Linked DNA regions of Hordeum vulgare: region 1 is linked to region 2. The links are chromatin contacts, called in public Hi-C maps. All regions are on one chromosome and are shown on one strand. The core of a region is the stretch at or near the end of the contact, and the rest is flanking DNA. Distances in the headings are between cores, read along the strand shown.

The links. Hi-C and Micro-C count contacts between places; a contact is called where the count stands out from the background.
Region 1: a contact with region 2 is called in a Hi-C map of seedling, with 2.1 times the contacts expected there. The contact joins the promoter of LOC123451753 here to the enhancer-like site in region 2. A contact is called at or near these places in 2 of 6 Hi-C or Micro-C datasets (leaf and seedling).

The regions. Positions count from the first base shown.
Region 1 is chr1H:507,768,536-507,771,945 of MorexV3_pseudomolecules_assembly, reverse strand. LOC123451753 (sugar transporter ERD6-like 4) reads left to right here and starts at 2,035. Exons shown (of 17, transcript XM_045128283.1): 1 at 2,035-2,498; 2 at 2,612-2,701; 3 at 2,881-2,940; 4 at 3,018-3,083. The coding sequence starts at 2,211.
Region 2 is chr1H:507,676,074-507,679,472 of MorexV3_pseudomolecules_assembly, reverse strand. No RefSeq gene overlaps it. Among protein-coding and RNA genes, the nearest start is that of LOC123451668, 10 kb to the right of the region's middle. Within about 2 kb of position 2,127, at least 3 of the 3 cell types and tissues checked have open chromatin away from gene starts, as enhancers often do. A contact at or near this core is called in leaf and seedling, where this site is marked.

The sequences.
Region 1 (3,410 bases), core at 786-3,285, 93 kb before region 2:
ATGTCATTGATAATGAGATCACATCATTAGGAGAATGATGTGATGGACAAGACCCAATCCTGAGCATAGCACAAGATCGTATTGTTTGTCTGCTCAAGCTTTTCTAATGTCAAGTATCATTTCCTTAAACCATGAGATTGTGCAACCCCCGGATACAGTAGGAATCCTTTGGGTGTATCAAACGTCACGACGTAACTGAGTGATTATAAAGGTGCACTACAGGTATCTCCGAAAGTATCTGTTAGGTTGGTATGAATCGAGACTGGGATTTGTCACTCTGTGTGACGAAGAGGTATCTCTGGGCCCACTCGATAATCCATCATCATAATGAGCTCAATGTGACTAAGGAGTTAGTCACGGGATGATGTATTATGGAATGAGTAAAGAGACTTGCCGGTAACGAGATTGAACAAGGTATAGGGATACCTACGATCGAATCTCGGGCAAGTATCATACCGATAGACAAAGGAAATGACATATGAGATTGATTGAATCCCCGACATCGTGGTTCATCCGATGAGATCATCATGGAACATGTGGGAGACAACATGGATATCCAGACCCCGCTGTTGGTTATTGACCGGAGAGATGTCTCGGTCATGTCTGCATGGTTCCTGAACTCGTAGGGTCTACACACTTAAGGTTCGATGATGCTAGGTTGTAATGGGAATAGTATGTGGTTACCGAAGGTTGTTCGGAGTCTTGGATGAGATTCCGGACGTCACGAGGAGCTCCGGAGGTAAAGATTCATCGACTTTGATGTTTTTTTTTCATTTTTTGACGATTTGTTTTGAAAATCGATGAACTTTTTTCAAATTTGATGTTTTTTAAAGTTTTATGAACGTTTCCCCTTTTTGGAGGAATTTTTTTAAAAAAGTCGATGAAAATTTTCAATTCCGATGATTTTTTTTCAAATTTGGATGAAATTTTTGAAAATATGATGAACTTTTTCCAAATTTGATGAAGTTTTCAATTTTGATGAAGTGTTTTTCAAAAGCGACGAACTGTTTTTCAGATCCAATGAACTTTTTTTCAATACTTTTTTGGAATTCAATGAACTTGTTTTCAAATTCTCTGAACTTTTTTGAAATCTGATGAACTTTTTCAGATCCGGTGAACTTTTTCAAAGTCGTGAACTTTTTTCAAACTCACGAATTTTTCTTAAATTAGTGATATTTCTTTAATTTCGTGAACTTTTTTCTCGAATTAGTGATTTCCAATATTCATGAAATTTTGTTGAATGTGTTGGCCTTTTCTTTTTGAAAACAATTCGTGAACACTTTTTAATGGTGAACTTCCATTTTTTGGAACAGCGCGACTACTATTGTCCTTAAGGATTGTCGAGGAACTACCGATAAGTAGTTCCCGATGCGCTTAATATATTTAGCGTGTCTGCTAATTTTCTTATACTCCCTCCGTTCCAAAATAATTGTCTTAACTTTGTACTAGTTCTAATATATACTAAACTTAAGAAACTTATTTTGAGACGGAGGGAGTATATTTAGCGTATAATTAATATCATAGTACCAAATATTAAAGCAGACGTTAATTACGTAATTAACACGTGATTGATATCCTACATTACCTAATATCAATTTATAATTAATTTCTTCCCAATATCAATGTTCATTACACACGTGCTCATTTACTAGTAGCGTGAACATAAGAAACTTGCTTAAATTTCGTTTGGTTTTCACAAATTTTGCCGGTATGTTCAAATATCCATTTGAAATGCGCGTAGGATTGGATGGCCGGCTCGCTATCCACGGACACGTCCCGACGTTTCCACGGATGTTTGGGGTGTCTGATTTGGTGAAAGGCAATCGAGATGCCTTAAACTCTTTTCATCATAGAAAAAATGGAACAAAATCAGGCACTTTTGTATTGTACTAGTACTATTACATTGATGTGGGCATACCCCCCATGAGATCCCACACGTGAGTGTTGGACGGTCAGAATGTTTTTGGAATTATAGATTCACAAATAATAGCAGGAAAGGGACAAAACAGGTGGAAAGTTGTCCAGCTCACCATCGTCTCAGATCTCACGCACACAGGAAAACCGGAGGAGAAAACCCAGCGACACTGTCCTCCGTCTCCGTCCGTCCCACAAAGCTCGCTCCTTTGTCTTCCTCCTCCGTCCCCGTCTCCCCCAATCACGCCCGCGAATCGTGCCACGCTCGCACGGAAGCGAGCCAATCCGATCCCGCGATGAGCTTCCGGGACGAGAGCGGCGGGGAGGACGGCCGGTCCTCCTCGGCGTCCGACCTGCGCAAGCCGTTCCTGCACACGGGGAGCTGGTACCGGATGTCCGCCGCCGGCGGAGGCGCCATGGACCGCCTCGGCTCCTCCGCGTACGGCCTCCGCGACAGCTCCATCTCCGCCCTGCTCTGCACCCTCATCGTCGCGCTCGGCCCCATCCAGTTCGGCTTCACCTGCGGCTACTCCTCGCCCACCCAGGACGCCATCATGGCCGACCTCGGCCTCACCCTCTCCGAGGTCTCTGTCTCTCTCCGCGCGCCGCCTCCCCCGTCCCTCTTATGTCGTCTTATTATGCTTCTTCTTCTTCTTGCCTCCATGGCCTTTGCTTTATGCCGTCTCCTTGCTCGCAGTTCTCTTTATTCGGATCCCTGTCCAACGTCGGGGCCATGGTGGGCGCCATTGCCAGTGGCCAGATCGCCGAGTACATCGGCCGTAAAGGGGTGAGGTTTCGATTCCCTTTTGACCTCTGTCTGCTCCTGTAACCGACAATTGTACTGCTAAATGTGTACGGAGTATTAGATTCTCGGATCTGCTCCCGGGAATTTCTCATGGAACTAACTGGATTCAGTCGTGCACTCACTGACTGACGATGCTCTCTGCTTTGTTGCTCCTGCTGCAGTCTCTGATGATCGCCGCAATCCCGAACATCATTGGGTGGCTTGCAATATCATTTGCAAATGTAAGATTGCTTAATTTACCCCTGTTATTTGTACGGATGCTCGTCAGCTTAACTTACTTCTGAATTGTTCTGTGCAGGATTCTTCATTCTTGTTCATGGGCCGTCTGCTGGAAGGATTTGGGGTCGGTGTGATATCCTACACGGTCTGCATCCCTCTGCTCCTAACCTTCTAATCAAATTCACTCCAGATTCCAAACATGAATTGATAATTCAACTGGATTTGACTGGCTTCGTCAACTAGTTCTTAAGTTCATAAAAAATACAGTCCCAGCTCCCAAGTCCCAACACATGGGAGAGTAGACTGTATTCAAGCTTAACCAAATACCAAGTGTAAACAACAGTTGTATCTCCTATTCTGGGACATCAAGGGATTAAAGGTGTGCTGTTGCCAATGATATGATAGATTCTCCTAGCCTAATCATAATCCAACAATATTTATGATCAGGGTAGCTCTATCTGGTTCAGTATTT
Region 2 (3,399 bases), core at 878-3,377:
ACCAGACGCCTCAAATGACTTTTCATACGCCACACACCCGTCCTATTAGTGGCCTAACAGAAAAGAAAAAATGATCGAACCGAATCCTTCATATCATCCGGTCTGTTGGCGAACCCACAATTAGACCCACGGCATTGGCGGCTCAGATGTCAGGGCCACGTCCCCCGGCTATCCTCACTCGTGACGCAGGCAGCCTAGTAGCAGTCCATTCGCATCGGCTGGCTGAAAAAGGGATTCGATACGGTCCAACTGACAACGGCAGCAGGTACAGTGGGCTAGGCTTCACATAGGCTTGCTGCATAGTAGAGCATGGTTTATACGTATATGGTTTTAATGTGAGCATGTCTTTACCCTTTCTTTTCTGTAGGTGTCTTACTGCAGAAAGGGCCCCTCCTATGTGCCGCTTACTGCCGCAAAGAGGCGCAGCTTCACACAGGAAACGGGTCATCTGGGCTGTCTTATTCGTTGTTCTTGACGAAATGAAAAATCGCCAAAAAATAAAGATGCGCTACCTAGGAATCAAATCGGAGACCTGCTATAGATGCCGGCAAACAATAAAAAGAGGTCGCCAAATTTAACAAAATAGAATTTGTAGGTGAGGGATCGAACTCTTCTCCTCACGCCATGGAAACTAGTCCATGAACACTGGGGTAACACATGTTTAGTGAAGAGTAACATACTCCCTCCGTTCCTAAATATAAGTCTTTTAAGAGTTTTTACTAAAAGCTACATACGGATGTATATAAACATACATTAGCGTGTAAATTCAATCATTTTGTTCTGTATGTAGTCCCATAGTGGAATATTTAAAAAGACTTATATTTAGGAACGGAGGGAGTAGTATATATATACTATAATTCTCGGCATACTAAAATTTGTTTTAAATTTCAAGGATAATTTTTTAAGGCAAAACTATTTAAAACTCAAATATATTATATGGGAAATAAAATTTTCTAAAACCAACTAAGAACAAAACATTTAATACAAGAACATTTTCTAAATTATGAACTACTTTTTGTAAACACAATTTTTCTTTAAAAAACAAATTGAAAAAGTGAACAATTTTCAAAATTAAACTATTCATAGAAAACTCGGACATTGTCCTAAATCGCAAAATAATTTCGAACACATGGAGCATTTTCTCAATTTGTAGACAAAATTTGAAAACTGTAGAATTTTCAGAATATGTAAACAAATTTGCACAACAGGAGCATATTTGGAAATTCCAAAATATTTAAGAATTCGTGGACAAAAATTAAACATTTGAATATTTTTCAAATTGGTGAACAAAATTGCAAACATGAACATTTTCTAAAATATGTGCACAAATTTGGAAGTTCAAAATATGTTTTGAATTTTGAACAAATTTGCCAAAACCGGAACAAATTTTGAAGTTCCAGAACATTTTTTATATTTATGAACAGAATTTCGAAATATGAACATTTTCTTAATTCCCATACATATTTTAATATATGGACAAAATTTAGACATGTGAACATTTTCTCGAATTTCTGAATAAATTTTTAAATATGGGAACTTTATTGAAAACAAATAGATTTTGGTTTGCGAACAAAATTTAGAAATGTGAACACTTCTGAATTATCAAACATTTTCTGAAATGAAGCGATCGAATTTTGAAATTTATCAACAAAATTTGAAAATAGTAACATGAACTTAGTAAAAAAAATTGTAAAAGCGAAAAAATTGTAAATCGCGAATATGTTTTGAATAAACAACAATTATTTAAAACGTAGAACATTTTTTTAAAAGCAAAAACATTTTTCGAGTTATAAGAATATTTTTTCAAACATGAACTTAGTTTAAAAAAATATAAAATAACTTTGACGAAAATGATAAATGAAGAAACAAAAAATAAAAGAAAAAAGGTAGAAGAAAAAGAAACAGAAATAGGAAAACGAAAAATCCAACAGAGGATAATAAAACCGGTTCAAGGAATCTCCTCGAAGGTTCCCAAAATCGGTGGGTAGCCAAAACTGGGCCAGCCCATCGCTTCCCTGATCGATCGCTTAGTTTGACGCAGCAAGCGACAAATAGGGATTGCCAGCACTGGACCAAAATCCCGGCGCGTTCTCGGTCTCTGATGAGCCTTTGGATCAAAATCAGGCCAGCCAGCCCGAGAAAAAGTGGGCCCATGAAGAAGAAACAGGACGGTACAAGGTTTTTAGGGGAGCAACTAGTTAGGGAGCGCTCCCTCGCGAGGTTTTCAGCGATCGCTTCAGCGCGCCGCCACTTGTCGCGTTCTGAGCGTTTCTTTCGGATTTTGTTTTTTTTATTTTTCCCACAAGTTTTCGCCTTTTTTGAATGGTTTTTTTTCAGTTTTTTTAGTGTTATGTTTTTTCACCGGTCTTTCGTAACTTTTTGATGAAAAAAGAAATATATTTTTTTCTGAAAAAACGTGTTTTTTATGCGAATTTTCCTGTTTTTTTACGAGAGGCGCGGTTTTGCTTCAGCAAAAGGCACGGTTTTGCCTTCGCGACTCTCGGAAAGGAAAAAATATGTTTTCTTTTTTTGCGAGAGGTACGGTTTTGTTTTCATGAAAGACACGGTTTTGCCTTTGCGAAAGGCACGCTCGTGCCTTTCGGAAAGGAAAAAAACGCGGTTTATCTATTTTTTACGAGAGGCACGGTTTTGCTTCCGCGAAAGGCACGGTTTTGCCTTTGCGAGAGGCATGCCCGTGCCTCTCCCGAAAGAAGAAAAAACTTGTTTTCTGTTTTTTTAGAGGCACGGTTTTGCCTTTGCGAGAGGCACGACCGTGCCTCTTTCGAAAAGGGAAAAAACGTGTTTTTTGCTCTCATTTTTTTTTCCGCGAGAGGCACGGTTTTGCCTTCGCTAGAGGCACGACCCGTGCCTCTCGGAAAGGAAAAAAAGTGTGTTTTCTGTTTTTTTTCTATCGCGTGAGGCATGATTTTTTCGTCCGGTTTTTTCTTCCAGTTTTTTTCATGAGAAAAAAAGTTCGTCAAAACCTATCAACATGAGATCTAGTTTTCAAGATCTCAACACAAGAAAGTCAACGGTGAAAACGGTTCGAGATTTGAACGCATAGTTTAGGAGATAAAACATTTTGAAAATACAGATCTACAAAAAAAAGGAAAACTCCCAGGTTGCGACAAATGGCACGCATGCAATGTGTCACTTGTCACAACCTGTGATGGTGGAAGTGATCGTTGGAAGATGTATTCGCTAACTAGTGATTTCGGGTTTTAGTCCATAATCCACTTCAAACCTTAGGCTCATCTGCACCATGCTGAAAAAACATCATTTTTTTTTCATTTTTTGCAAGGTCAATAATTTGATGTGTAACACCCCTTTTATTTTTTAAATCATTAATCATTTGTATATCTAAGCAGCTCTCGGCAAAAAGAACAACTTCGGGATCTT